Regions from separate parts of the Mus musculus genome. Here region 1 is linked to region 2. A link is a contact called in public HiChIP or PLAC-seq data. All regions are on one chromosome and are shown on one strand. Each heading gives the region's core, a stretch centred on a gene start, on an enhancer-like site or on the middle of the called end of the contact. The rest is flanking DNA. Distances are from core to core; before and after follow the strand shown. Region 1 has its middle 22 kb from the start of Klhl8. Region 2 has its middle 27 kb from the start of Aff1.

What was found. HiChIP or PLAC-seq counts read pairs in DNA pulled down with a chosen protein or histone mark.
Region 1: an H3K27ac HiChIP or PLAC-seq map of embryonic stem cells shows a contact between it and region 2, with 8 read pairs. The contact joins two enhancer-like sites. A contact is called at or near these places in 4 of 484 Hi-C or Micro-C datasets (the AML12 cell line, the G1E-ER4 cell line, cerebral cortex and 1 more) and 4 of 115 datasets of contacts at active chromatin or transcription factors (bone marrow-derived dendritic cells, embryonic stem cells and pancreatic cancer cells).

The regions. Positions count from the first base shown.
Region 1 is chr5:103,929,465-103,936,074 of GRCm38.p6, forward strand. No RefSeq gene overlaps it. Among named protein-coding and RNA genes, the nearest start is that of Klhl8, 22 kb to the left of the region's middle. Within about 2 kb of position 2,532, at least 5 of the 459 cell types and tissues checked have an H3K27ac peak or open chromatin away from gene starts, as enhancers often do. A contact at or near this core is called in embryonic stem cells, where this site is marked.
Region 2 is chr5:103,724,206-103,730,951 of GRCm38.p6, forward strand. It overlaps a transcript of Aff1 not described here. Among named protein-coding and RNA genes, the nearest start is that of Aff1, 27 kb to the right of the region's middle. Within about 2 kb of position 1,771, at least 84 of the 459 cell types and tissues checked have an H3K27ac peak or open chromatin away from gene starts, as enhancers often do. A contact at or near this core is called in embryonic stem cells, where this site is marked.

The DNA of each region.
Region 1 (6,610 bases), core at 1,282-3,781, 210 kb after region 2:
TTTGGTCATGGTGTTTATTGCAACAACAGAAAAGCAAGCTAGGATACCACCTAAGCTGGATAATCTTGAGTCAGGTGGTAGAAGGAAAAAGCTGACCCCCCACAAGTTGTCTTTCAATAGCCACATGCACATTCCTTCATAAATAGTTAAAGAATGTTCAAAATGTTCGAAGGAAGGAAGGAAGGAAGGAAGGAAGGAAGGAAGGAAGGCAGGCACACAGACACAAGCACACTGGATGAAGCAGAAAAGGGCTACACCAAATCTTTATTTTTGCTTTCAGCTTTTTATACAAAAAAGTCTTCTATGTAAGAAAAAAAATGCCTCATAGATAAAATGTTACACAAAAGGGAGTTACAGTAGAATGCAGATTATAAGTTCAAAGCAGTGTTTCATTCTACAGGCTCCTTATAAGTTGAAAGCCACAGTTTCATATGATCTTGATTTATCACAGTGTACACCTGTGGCCTCATCCTTGGCCCTGACCTAGAATGAGTGTTTTTCTTGATCATTAATGCATTCAAAGCTTGTTTTACTTTCCTACTGCAATTAGCCCACAACACATGGAGGTTTACAGGGCTCTATTTGCAGCTTTTATTCTATAGGGGACTTGAGAATAGTTGTATCAGTTTAGGAGTTCTATAAAATCTTTATCAGGAATTATGAAACCATCAATTCATCTAAGCATTACTACATGAAAGTTCATCTTCAGATTGATTCTGCAGGAAAAATGCCCAATAGAGTGTTGCAGTAAAACTCTCTATCCCAAGTAGCCCAGGCAATGAAAACAACTCAGGTAATATGAATACATGCTGTGTGCCTAGATTGGGCAGATCTACCGCTACACTACCATCTTCTCCATCTGTGAGACCCCTTAGAACTTGTGGTTTCTCCAGGCCATGTGCTTCTGCTCTGCTTTTCTTCTTCTTCCTCTCCCTCTTCCATTTTCTCCTTCTTCTCCCCCCACCTTCCGTTCACCTTCCCTTTTTTCTGCCCAATCATCAGCTCTCCTTTATTTTACAAATTAAGGTGGTAAGCAGGTTTACAGGAAATCACTTGAGTGCTGACTCATTTCTTGTTCGAAGCCACTCACAGGAGAACGGAATTAACATCAAATATAATTAGCCCCAGGGCTATCCACAATAGGGCTAATACCCAGGAAATCATTAAGCTATGTAATAGAGGCAGAAAAGGCATCTCAGCAGTGAACAGCAATCTTGAATTGAAGTCTCTGGGGTCCTCACACCCATTATAGCCATCGGAAACAATACTGGTATGCAAATTCTTCTTGGTATGCAAAAGTTCTTCATGGTTTAATTTCTGTTTTCCCCGTGAATAGCCAACATGTGTACTGATGGCAAATCTTCAGGTAAATGTGTAAATCTTAATTCTTAACTCTTTTTTTTTTTTTTTTTGCCAAGCCCTGTACTGGAAAGACGTCCAATAACAACTCAAGAAACCCTGCATTGTATTAGTTTCTTCTAGAGAGCAGGGTGAAGGTCCCCTCTACCACCACAGCAGAAGGCTGAGGAGACATGGTAGAAGTTACTGAGAGGTTGTAATAATGTCAGCAGTCTTTATTACAGAAAAACACCCTTGAGTACTGTTGATAGCAGCTAGCTTTGTACTATTGAGTTGCTGAGTCTCTCTCTCTCCCTCCCTCCTCTCCTCCCTCCCTCCCTCCCTCTCTCCCTTCCTCCCTCCCCACCCCTCCCCAAAACTCGTAAAAATAAAAAACTTGCATTTTCTTTTCTGGATGCCTCTGGAGAGAAAGTAAAGGCCATGGTCATTATAAATAGCCTGGAGGCCCCTGGGTCGACCCCAGCGCACTCTCAGAGGACCCCGAGTCACCCCTAGTGCACTCTGACAGGCCCCTGGAAAGGGCAGGGAGACTTATTCACTCACGGCATTAAGAAAAACTGGACCACACTTGTTATTTATCTTATTTTGAAACATAGCTTCTCAATGTAATCTTGGCTGCCCTGGAACTCACTGTGTAGACCAGGCTGGCCTCCAGCTCACAGACATTCACCTGCCTCCCCCCATGCCCCACCAGTGCTGGCATTGAATGTGTCCACCACCATGCCAGGTTATTTATTTTCTTGATGACAGTGTTCTAAGTGAAGTGAGATGGAATCTACTTTTGATTTGCATTTCCCTGATAGCTAAGTGCTGCAAACTAACCCCCCTTTGGGTCTCTTATCTGCGAGGAATGGGTCTCTGGTTGCAGGTGGGTGAAGGAGTCAGCGAATGACAAACAAAGATGACATGAGAGAGCATGTTGAATCTGAGTGTAGTTTGTCAAATCGAGCATCAAACTTTTTATACAGAAGAATAACAAGAAACCAGGAGAACACATCCGCTAAGTTACAGTGACAGAAAACAAAAGGAATGTATACATCAAAAAATGGCAGGGACCAGGCCTCCAGAAAACAAAAGGAATGTATACATCAAAAAATGGCAGGGACCAGGCCTCATTTACCACTAAGAAGGGAGCCAGTTGTAATGCTAGTCTATTGTTAAGCCCACCACCAGGGGTTCTTAGTAAATGCCTGATCATGCTGTTCCTTTGGGCCTAGTGAAGAAACCTGTCTCAGGAGGATTCCCTAACTCTTTTATGGTAAACCCACCTATTAGCTAGGCCATTGTGTATTCCCTTGTTTGGGTGAGACTGGCTACTGTCCTAAGTAATCACTCTGCAGACTATCCTGGAGCTATTCTAGCTCTGTTCTTTGTAATGCCTAATTAGTTTCACTGTCTCTACTAGAAGTAAATTTGAATGTTACTGAATAGGTAAACTTCTCACTGAATTCCTACTGAATTCCAAGCTCCTCAGCTTCAAGGATTTTCTAGGATGCTGGAACACTGGTGGAGGCTCACCTATATTAAAATTCAATCTTTAAAGTCACTTATAATAAAACAATACTGAAAGAGAGCATACACTATACTAATGCGGGGATAGGGTTTGAGTATACAGGTTATGAGAATGCCAAGGTTTCAGGAGGTTGAGTTTCCTTAAAACTCTTTGCCTCGTGAGTGCTTCCAGGCCTCTCCGCCTGTCAAGCAGACTTCACTGGAGTGGGCATAGCAGCTAAGGATGTTGAACTTTCCCCCATGTTTATGACTGTTTATACTTCTTTTAATAACTTTTTGATCAATTCATTTGCCAACCTATTGATTGGATTATTTGTATTTTTTATTCTTTTATTGTTTATATACTCTGGATACTAGCTCCAATCAAATGAATAGTTAAGTTTTCCCCACTGCGTGAGGCTCTCTTTGCTTTGATAATTGTTGTTTCTGTCTTGAACTATTAGACATCTATTCAGGAACTTCTTGGATACCTATGTCTGTACCTTGAAGTGTTTTCTCCCCCAGTTTCAAGATCAGTTGTTACATTAAGGTCTTTGATCCATTTTGAACTTATTTTGTGTAGGCGAGGAGATAAGAATCTGTTTTCCGTTTTTCTACATGCTAATTAATTAATTGATTGATTTAATATACACTAAATTTTCCTAGCGCCGTTTTCTCCAAAGTATGCTGTAGTGATATCAGTCATTTCCAGGGGCCCTCTGTCACCATCCACAGCTCACTGGGTCTGTTTTTGGACCAGTGCCATGCTGGTCTTGTTGTTATGGCTTTGTGGTATAATTTAAAATAAGTATTATGATTCCTCCAGCATTGTTCATGACGATGCATGGGTTAGTAGGGTGCCCATTGCTGCGATAAAGCACTCATGACCAGAGAACAAGTTGGGAGAAAACAGGTTTGTTTCATCCTACAGCTTATAGACCATCATCCAGGGAAGCTGGGGCAGGAACTTACAGCAGGAGCTGGAGTCAGGAGCTGATGCAGAGGCCAGGGAGCAGTGCCACTTACTGCCTTGCTCCTCGCAACTTTCTCAGCCTGCTTTCTTATAGCATTCAGGACCAGCATCCAAGGTGTGGCCCCACCTACACTGGGCTGGACTCTCCCACATCAGTCATCACTCAAGAGAATGCATCACGACAAAAAATGTGGTACATTTACACAATGGAGTACTACTCAGCTATTACAAAGAATGAATTTATGAAATTCCTAGGCAAATGGTTGGACTTGGAGGGCATCATCCTGAGTGAGGTAACCCAATCACAAAAGAACTCACACGATATGCACTCACTGATAAGTGGATATTAGCCCAGAAACTTAGAATACCCAAGATACAAGATACAATTTGCAAAACACATGAAACTCAAGAAGAACGAAGATCAAAGTGTGGACACTTTGCCCCTTCTTAGAATTGGGAACAAAACACCCATGGAAGGAGTTACAGAGACAAAGTTTGGAGCTGAGACAAAAGGATGAACCATCTAGAGACTGCCATATCCAGGGATCCATCCCATAATCAGCCTCCAAACGCTGACACCATTGCATACACTAGCAAGATTTTGCTGAAAGGACCCTGATATAGACTATGCCAGGGCCTAGCAAACACAGAAATGGATGCTCACCGTCATCTATTGGATGGATCACAGGGCCCCCAATGGAGGAGCCAGAGAAAGTACCCAAAGAGCTAAAGGGAACTGCAACCCTACAGGTGGAACAACATTATGAACTAGCCAGTACTCTGGAGCTCTTGTCTCTAGCTGCAAATGTATCAAAAGATGGCCTAGTCGGCCATCACTGGAAAGAGAGGCCCATTGGTCTTGCAAACTTTATATGCCCCAGTACAGGGCCAAGAAGTGGGAGTGGGTGGGTAGGGGAGTAGGGGAGTAGGGGGGAGGGTATGGGGGACTTTTGGGATAGCATTGGAAATGTAAATGAGGAAAATACCTAATAAAAATATTAAAAAAGAAAAAAAGTAAAGAGGTAGAAATTGAAAAAAGAGAGAGAGAGAGAGGGAGGGAGAGAGAGAGAGAGAGAGAGAATGCATCACGGCCTTGCCCATAGGTCAGTCTGGTGGGAGCATTTCCTTAGTTGAGTTTCTCTCTTCCAAAATGACTCTCATTTGGGTCAAGTCAACATATAGTTAGCCAGCACAATATACAAAAGCTTGCTACGAGTATGCTCAGGTGATGGCGGGGTGGGTGAAAGCACGCGCTGACAAGCCTAATGACCAGAGTTCAAATCTCCAAGACCAATGAAAAAAGCAGATCTCTCTAGACCCATGAAGATGTACTATAGTGACGCTATATAGACAAATAGATAATAATTCTATAGAATTCCTGATTTGATTCAAATAATTTTAGGAAGCAAGTTTTTAGAGATGGTCTTAGCTGCTAGAGAGATGTGAAAAAGTTAGAATCCAGAATAGAATGTGCCCACTCTTCAGAATAGTAAGTAAAGGCTACATAATAAGAAACACAATGGGCTTTCACAATTACACTAAAAAGATAAAGAGGCTAGGGACAAATTTATGTCCAAGGGAAAACATTTAGGTCCAAGGATGAAGTCACAGGTTTGCACTATGATAAGGCAAGGCCATGTAAAAACTGTTGCTTTGAACTTATAGTGAGCGTATTATAGTAAAACACTGCTTTGAACTTAATATTAACATCCTTCTGTAAATCCCATTCTATATAACATTTTATCTTTGAAGTAATTTTCTAAAGATTTTTTTTTCTAAAACTGTATAAAAAGACCAGAAAAAAGAAATAAAGTTGTTGGTTGTTGGTTGAACGGTTTGGCTTGGGTAGGCTTTGCCCCATCCATCCATCCATCCATCCATCCATCCATCCATCCATCTACCTATCCATCCAAATGTGTATGTTTATTGGTCTACTTGTTTGTATGTAGGTACAAGTGTATGTGTGTAAGCATGTGTGAATACTTGTGGAGTTGATTGAGACAGATGGTCAGACTCTGACAGAGTATGGCTGTATTGATGTATATGTGTCTGTCCATATTTGCCTGTATGCAGCATCTTCATTCTTTTCCTTCCATTCTTCTCTGGTTCACAAAGAGTTAACCAGTTCATCCAAAGAGATTTCTGGCTGATTCACCAGAGAAAGGAGCAACAAATCTTTTCACTTAATCTCCTGCTGTTTTAGGATGAGGTGCTAAACAGTTCCTCAAGTCAGAGGAACTCAGAAGGAAGGTCAGCTACTGAAGAAAAGTGACTTAGATAGGAAAACATTTTAGTACTAACAGCAACCTTAAGTATCTTGGAAGACCAAATCTTAACCTCAACAATGTCGCTCTTCTCCTTCCACTGCCTCAAGAAGAACCAAGAACAAGAAAGAACAACCGCAGGGGCTGAACCCCGGCACTCCACTCTTCTGCCACACTCATGTATTGTTGGCTTCATTACCAATGGGAGGCTTTCGAGAGTGTTCAGGTCCTAATGTCCTGACCTAATAAATGAGTTGATCCTTGTGGAGAGCCGTGCCGCAAGCAATCGCTGAGGAGAGCCGTGAGTGCCGTGAGCAATCACCATTATAAGATGGCGCTGGCCTCCGCTGTGCCTAAACAAGCCTTGTACGCAGGTGCGAGAGTGAACTCACTCCTAGTCACTGCCCATTCTTGGGGTGTAATAGTGGGGTGATGGGCGAGCAACGAATCAGGAGCTGTCACGCCATATCAGGTGCTGAAACATCACGCTGCAGGCTATATAAGCAGCACCATTTTCCCGGTT
Region 2 (6,746 bases), core at 521-3,020:
TGTTGTATCCGAGCTGACTTCTTATCTACTTTAGAATTCTTTAAACATTTAAAATTCCTTAAAAGAAAGTTACACAGGTAAGGTTGGTGAAAGGGGTTTTGGGTACCTTGTGATATCCACGAGGGAGCATAATGCATTCTTTACGCCTTACCTTGTAGAATCACTGTCTTGCCCTAAGGGGGGAATACTTGAAGGACCTGTAAGGTTAGACCCCCGGGGCTTTCTGGGAAAGCATAAAAACCAGAGAAAGTTGTTCCAGATGGGTTGCTGGTAGCAAGAGGTTTTCCCCTCTGGGTGGGGTTGGGGAAAGGGCCATTCTAGGCAGACCAAACTGGAATGCACTGGGGTATGCTGGAGACTTCTCCCCCAGAGAGATCTTAAAGAGACTTCTCCCACAACTTCGATAAATAATTGGAGGCAGAAGCAATGAATTTTTTTTCTGACAGTTGGCTCTTACTGGGGGCTGGGCTTTGTTTGCAAGTGAAAGGGTTTCAATCGGAGTCGTTGAAATCACAATGGGGCCCGACCCTTCCACATCAAAGTGTAAAAGAATCCCTTGGGCTGATAAATGCGGGCTGCTCCACTCTTACTAGTAAACAAAGCTGTTGGATGGCCTTTAGGATTTTGTTGTGTTTTTTAATTAAAAGAAAACGGGGTTTCCTAGTGGTGAAAGCTGCCTGCTCCTGAAGGTTGGCTGTTCTTCCTGGAAGAACAACCTTTGTTAAAGTTGTTGGCAGACTGCAGTTACCTACGGATGCACACTGGTTCTCAACTCCTGGGAAGATGTCCCCTGCACAGGGTGGCCCTGCAGGGGTCCTTTTTGTCCTTAGTAAGACTAAGCCGAGTGGGATTTCTGAGTCCTGCTGTCCTTGGAAGATTGAGAGCTAAGATCATTTCTCTCCCCACCTAACCCCAACACCAGAAGATACACTCACATGCAAGGCACAGAGCTGAGCTCTAAAGAAAACTGTCACTATGTAAAAAGTGATCCAAAGGCAGCTGTAAAGTGTTCACTCAAAGACAGTAGATGGTGTTTTGATGTAGTTACAGGACTTTGTATGCGGTCAAAACCTTTAGCTTGTAGCTGAAAATATAGTTAGTATTTGGAACCATTTACTGTGCACAAAGCAACAGCACCAAGGTCACATTTTATGCTACTAACTGGGCCCTGAAGGCTAGGGATAACTCTCTGTAAAGTACACTGTCCCTCCTTAGGCTCCTCCAGCCTAGCCCTGCAGGACTCAAAGCTGGAGGTCAGAACATGTCTTTTGTGACTGCACAGCGCTGAGCGCGGGGCTAGCCCAGCACTGATCTCTTGAGAACTTTAAGGCTTTCTTCGATTTGCAAATACTTGGTAATAGACCTCTATCTGTGTCTATTAGCTGGAAGATTGGGGAAGGGAAAAGAGGTCACAGCTGGGCTGGCAGGGGAAAACACAGTCCAGCTGAAGTGTGCTCAACTATATTCAAGCCCTCCTCATCCACCTGAGAGGAAGAGTGGGTAACACCAGCTAGTTAGATATGCATGTCATTAGCTATGCACACCCAGTAGTGTTTAGAGCATTAGTGCCACAGGATAAAACAACTTTTCTTTGTAACAGGCTTCGGCTAAAACTGAGGACAAGTGCTGTACCACCGACCACTGTCTTGAGCCACTAATATTTACTCGAGAACTACTAATATTTAATGGGCACAGCCAGGCTCTGTGCTATATTTCTTAAACATCCCTCCCTTCTACCATCCCCCACCCCCCATGTTTCTTTCTTCCTCTTTTTTGCAGGGTTTCATTCTAGCTCTGACTGACCCCGGGGAGATAATATTTTCATTTCAATCTTACAACTCCTAATAGATTTACAATTTTGAAAACAGTAAACGAACAAATTAGCTGATTAATCTGTGGCAGACAGTCAAACTACCTTTCTAATTTTTATTGATAGATTTTGAAAAAGGATCTCACTCTAGCCCTAGAACTCACCAGCAATCCTCCTGCCTCAGTCTTCCAAGTGCTGGGATTAGAGGCATGAACCACCCACCATGCCTGGTTTAAGGTCTGTTGTTATTGGGCCCCTGAGACCTCAACTCAAGCCCAACTACACATTAGCTATTTAGGAACTAGGAACAGGAGAGAGGGAAACACTATGTGCCCTGGCTTGCCTCGGAGAGATTTGTGCTGGATCTTTCTGGAGCCAGCTGTCTTTTCTGACACTGTTAACTAGATAGCAGGTTGTTCCTAAGGGATCCACTTAGCAGGGCTACCACAGTTAGAGGTACCTTTCTTGCTGAAGGCACAAAGCTGATTACACGGGAGGGAGCTCAGGCGGCTAGCCATATGTCGGGAAAAGATTTGTTAGTATAAAATATAAGGGAGGAGGTGGCTCTTCTGCCTAGACTCTCCCAGAGCTGTACAGCTACACACACACACACACACACACACACACACAGAGAGAGAGAGAGAGAGAGAGAGAGAGAGAGAGTTTCACACTCATGAGGTGGTGTTTCCTAGAGTTATTGGGTCTGTGCAGCCCCACACAGGTGCCAGGTGGTGGCCTTGCAGCTCAATCAGTGTCCCAACGGTTACGCTTTGCAGCTGCTTCTCTTTAAGACTGTCAACATCCGGCAGAGACTTATTTAACTCTGGTGGCCTCTTGATGCCTGAGATAGAAAATCTCCTTAAGAATGGAGTACTGGGGCTGGTGAGATGGCTCAGTGGGTAAGAGCACCCGACTGCTCTTCCAAAGGTCTGGAGTTCAAATCCCAGCAACCACATGGTGGCTCACAACCACCCGTAATGAGTTCTGATGCCCTCTTCTGGTGTGTCTGAAGACAGCTACAGTGTACTTACATATAATAAATAAATAAATAATAAATCTTTAAAAAAAAAAAAAAAAAAAAAAAAGAATGGAGTACTGACTTCCGAGTGGGAACTAGTGTTTCAGAGGCAAGGGTGCAGAACAGGGCAAAAAATTACATTTAAAATTTTTCCCCCACTGGGCTGTGGTGGTGCTAGCCTGGTCTACAAAGTGAGTTCCAGTACAGCCAGGGCTACACAGAGAAATCCTGTCTTGAAATTCCTCCCCCGAGATGTGAAAAGCTGGCAGCATTATCCCCTCTAAATTGTTCCTTTATTTGTACAGTAAAAATAGGGTTAAATGTATGTGTGTGTGTGTGGGGGGGGGGGGCTTTAAATCCCAGCAGATTGAGGCCAACCAGGTCTGCATAGTAAGTTCCAGGACATCCAGAGCTTAGCCTTTCCCATGGCCCAGGTTTGCCTTGTTATCCCCACTGAAAAGTTCCTTTTGTACTTCAGCAAAATGTATGGAGAGAGGTAAGATCCATAAGGCAGGCTGGAGCGATGGCTCAGCGGTTAAGAGCACGGACTGCTCTTCCAAAGTTCCTCAGTTCAAATCCTAGCAACCACACGGTGGCTCACAACCATCCATAATGAGATCTGACGCCCTCTTCTGGTGTGTCTGAAGACAGCTACAGTGTACTTACATATAATAATAATAAAGGAATTTGTAAAAAAAAAAACCCAAAAGATCCTTTAAGGCCCAACCCATAAAACTAAGAGTGATTAGTTTATTATATTTTTTCCTTTTGTGGATAGGGTTCCATGTGTCCTATACTAACCTAACTCACCAAGGTTGCTGAAGCTAGTCTTGAACTCCTGACCTGCTGTGGTGCCCCTCCCAGGTGCTGATGTTAAAGGCATGTGAGGCTCTGCACCTGACTGTGCAGTACTAGGCAAGCGATGTACCAGCTGAGCTAGGCTGCCCTCTTTGCCCTGCAGTCCTTTTATCCCTCTGCATGTAGGTTAGCAGTGACTCCCTGCTCTCTCTCCACCCTCCCTTTTCCTTGTCAGGAGGACATCATTAAACTAGGGCAGTTCTGAGCCACATCACACCCATGATTCACTTTGAGTAATATAGAGGTCCTAGGGTCCCTGGACCTCAGTCTCCTCTTTTGTGAAGACTTATCCTCCACCAGCTCTGTTGCCTAGCGATACAACTCACACAAGCCCATGTAAAGGCTTCTGCCTTCAAGTCCCATGCCTTAGCACACGCTGTCTCTTTCATCCCTGCTAGCCCTTCTGCTCTTTCATCTGTAATCACTATCAGGAAATTGTAGGGCTTTTTAGGAATATAAAGGAGGGACACCCCGTTGCACAACTGGCCAGCCATCAGGGTAGGCTTCTTGGAGGTAGGTTTAGAATTGATGTTGGGGGCTGGAGAGACGGCACATTGACTGAGAGGATGTGCAAGTCTTGAAAAGAATGAGAACTGATTTCCCAGCACAGAAGTACCAGCTCTCAGAAGATCCAATGTCTCTGGGCTCCATGGCACCTATATGTCTGTAAGCAAACTCACCCCCACCTGCAAATATATACTGGGAAGAAGAGTTCTCTGTATGTAGCGCGGCTTCATAGATTAAGTTGGCCTCAAACAGACAGAGATCTGCCTGCCCCTGCTTCCTAAATTCTGGGGTTAAAGGCCTAGCAACATGCATCATATCTTAAGTTTTTTTTTTTTTTTTTTTTTTTTTCCGGGGTGGGCGGCAATATTTAGGAGTCCAAAAAAAAAAAAAAAAAAAAAAAAAAAAAAAAAAAAGTGGTAACTTGAAGTGGTAGTAGTAGTGGTGGTGGTCTAGGTAAAGAAACTATATTTATATTCCATAAATTATTTTATAGAAATAAGAAAAGGGAAGAAAGGTGGAGACAACAGCATCTTCACCCCTGCACCCTCAACCTCTCCCTGTCGTCCCCCCCCCACCTCCACACCCCCCACCCCCGACTGTAAAGACCCTTCTAAGGACCAGAGTGAGGCTCACTGGAGCCTGATCTCTGGAGCATCTTTAGGAAGTGGCCAAGTGAGCTGTGCAGGGCATGTGGTGTTATAAGTAGCAGAAAGACAAGCTTTGGAGAAATTTACTTGTGTCTGTGGTTTGATCCAATTTTATTCTACTTTTGGGTTTTCGAGACAGGGTTTCTCTGTATAGCCCTGGCTGTCCTGGAACTCACTGTATAGACCAGGCTGGCCTCAAAAGATCCATCTGCCTCTGCTTCCCAAGAGGATAGTTAAGGCCCATGAGAGGGTTAGACATAACCGGATGGGTTCTGCATGGTTTTCAAGAGAGTGGAGGAGGATTTGTCAGTGAATTGAATGTAAAACAGATGTTAAGAGCAACCCATTTTTAGTCTCTCAGCTTTGCCACCTGGAGATCAGGATGAGGCAACAGAAAACAGGTCTGTGTCCCTTCCAAATACCAAGGAGTGAGACTACAGCTGTGTGTAATGGGGGTGGGAGGACAACTCTGTCTACTTGGTTTTTCTCTTTTCTTTACTTGGTGGGATCCAGGTATTAGACTGAGGCTTGCACCCAGGTGCCTGGAGCCACAGCTACACTCTTTGAGTAGCCTCTGTTGGAAATGCCTTTCAGAGCTGAACTATTCGTTTTGTCTGGAGTTCATTGCTGGTCAGTGCTTCAGATACATATTATTCTATAGAAAATGGATCTCTCATGTGCTAAGGTTTCCAAAGACAGTAAGAAGATGGGACTGCACAGAAAGAGGAAAGAGTAACAACCCAGTGGCAACTTACTAACGAGTAACTTAGGAGCTCCAGGGTTTTAGCTGAGTGAAGTGCAGGGTCTGGATGTGGCTCAGTCCGGAGGGCTTTCCCTACAAGGAACAAAGACAGTTAAGAACATCAACTCTGTGTCTCTAAGGCAGTGAACGGTTCTCGACCTGTGGGTCATGACCCTTTCACAGGGATTGCCTATCAGCTGTCCTGCATATCAGATAGTTACATTACATTTCATAATAGCAAAATCACACTTATGAAGTAGTAATGAAATAATGTTATGGTTGAGGGTCACCACATGAGGAGCTGTGTTAAAGGGTCCCAGCATGAGGAAGGCTGGGGACCACAGCTTTGAGGACTAGCAGTCTACCTAGGTATGGTACACAGTAAATGAATAAATAATTTAAAAATGAAGGAAAATTGAATTCTGCTGTCAGGAATAGTTATGTTTTCTTTCTTTCCTTTTCCTTTTCTTTCTTTATTTAATGTACATGAGTACACTGTAGCTGTCTTTAAACACACCAGAAGAGGGCATCGGATTCCATTACAGGTGCTTGTGAGCCACCATGTGGTTGCTGGGAATTGAACTGAGGATGTCTGGAAGAGCAGTCACTGCTTTTAACCTCTGAGCCATCTCTCCAGCCCTCCCTTTATTGTTGTTGCTAATTTTTTTTTCTTGTTTACTCATTTATAGACAGGATCCCATGTAGCCCAGGATGGTCCCAAACTTTGCCAAAGTTGACCTTTAATTCCTATTCCCCTTTGCTTCTTCCTTCCAAGTGCTCAGATTACAGGTGTCCACCGTGCAACCCCCCCCCTTTATTTTTTAAAATGCCTGGATTTAGAAGATGTCAAGATATAAATGGGCATTCCTTCATAGTACGTTGTAGAATTTTTATAGTCATCCTTACTGAGATATGGTGTTTTCTTTACACTCAGTTCCTATGACGGGCAAGGATCTTAGGAACAGAACTTTGGTGACCTTTCAGAGGGCTTTATACTGAGGGAGGTGGGAATGAACTACTCTTGTTAAAACAAGCTGGCCAGTGGGTGGTAGGTAAGCTACCGGGAGAGATTTATGAGCAACATCCTGTTCTGGAATCATTGCTGGGGACAGCAGAGGGGGAGCAACTGCTACATTAATCAGGAAGGCAGCTCTGGAATGGATG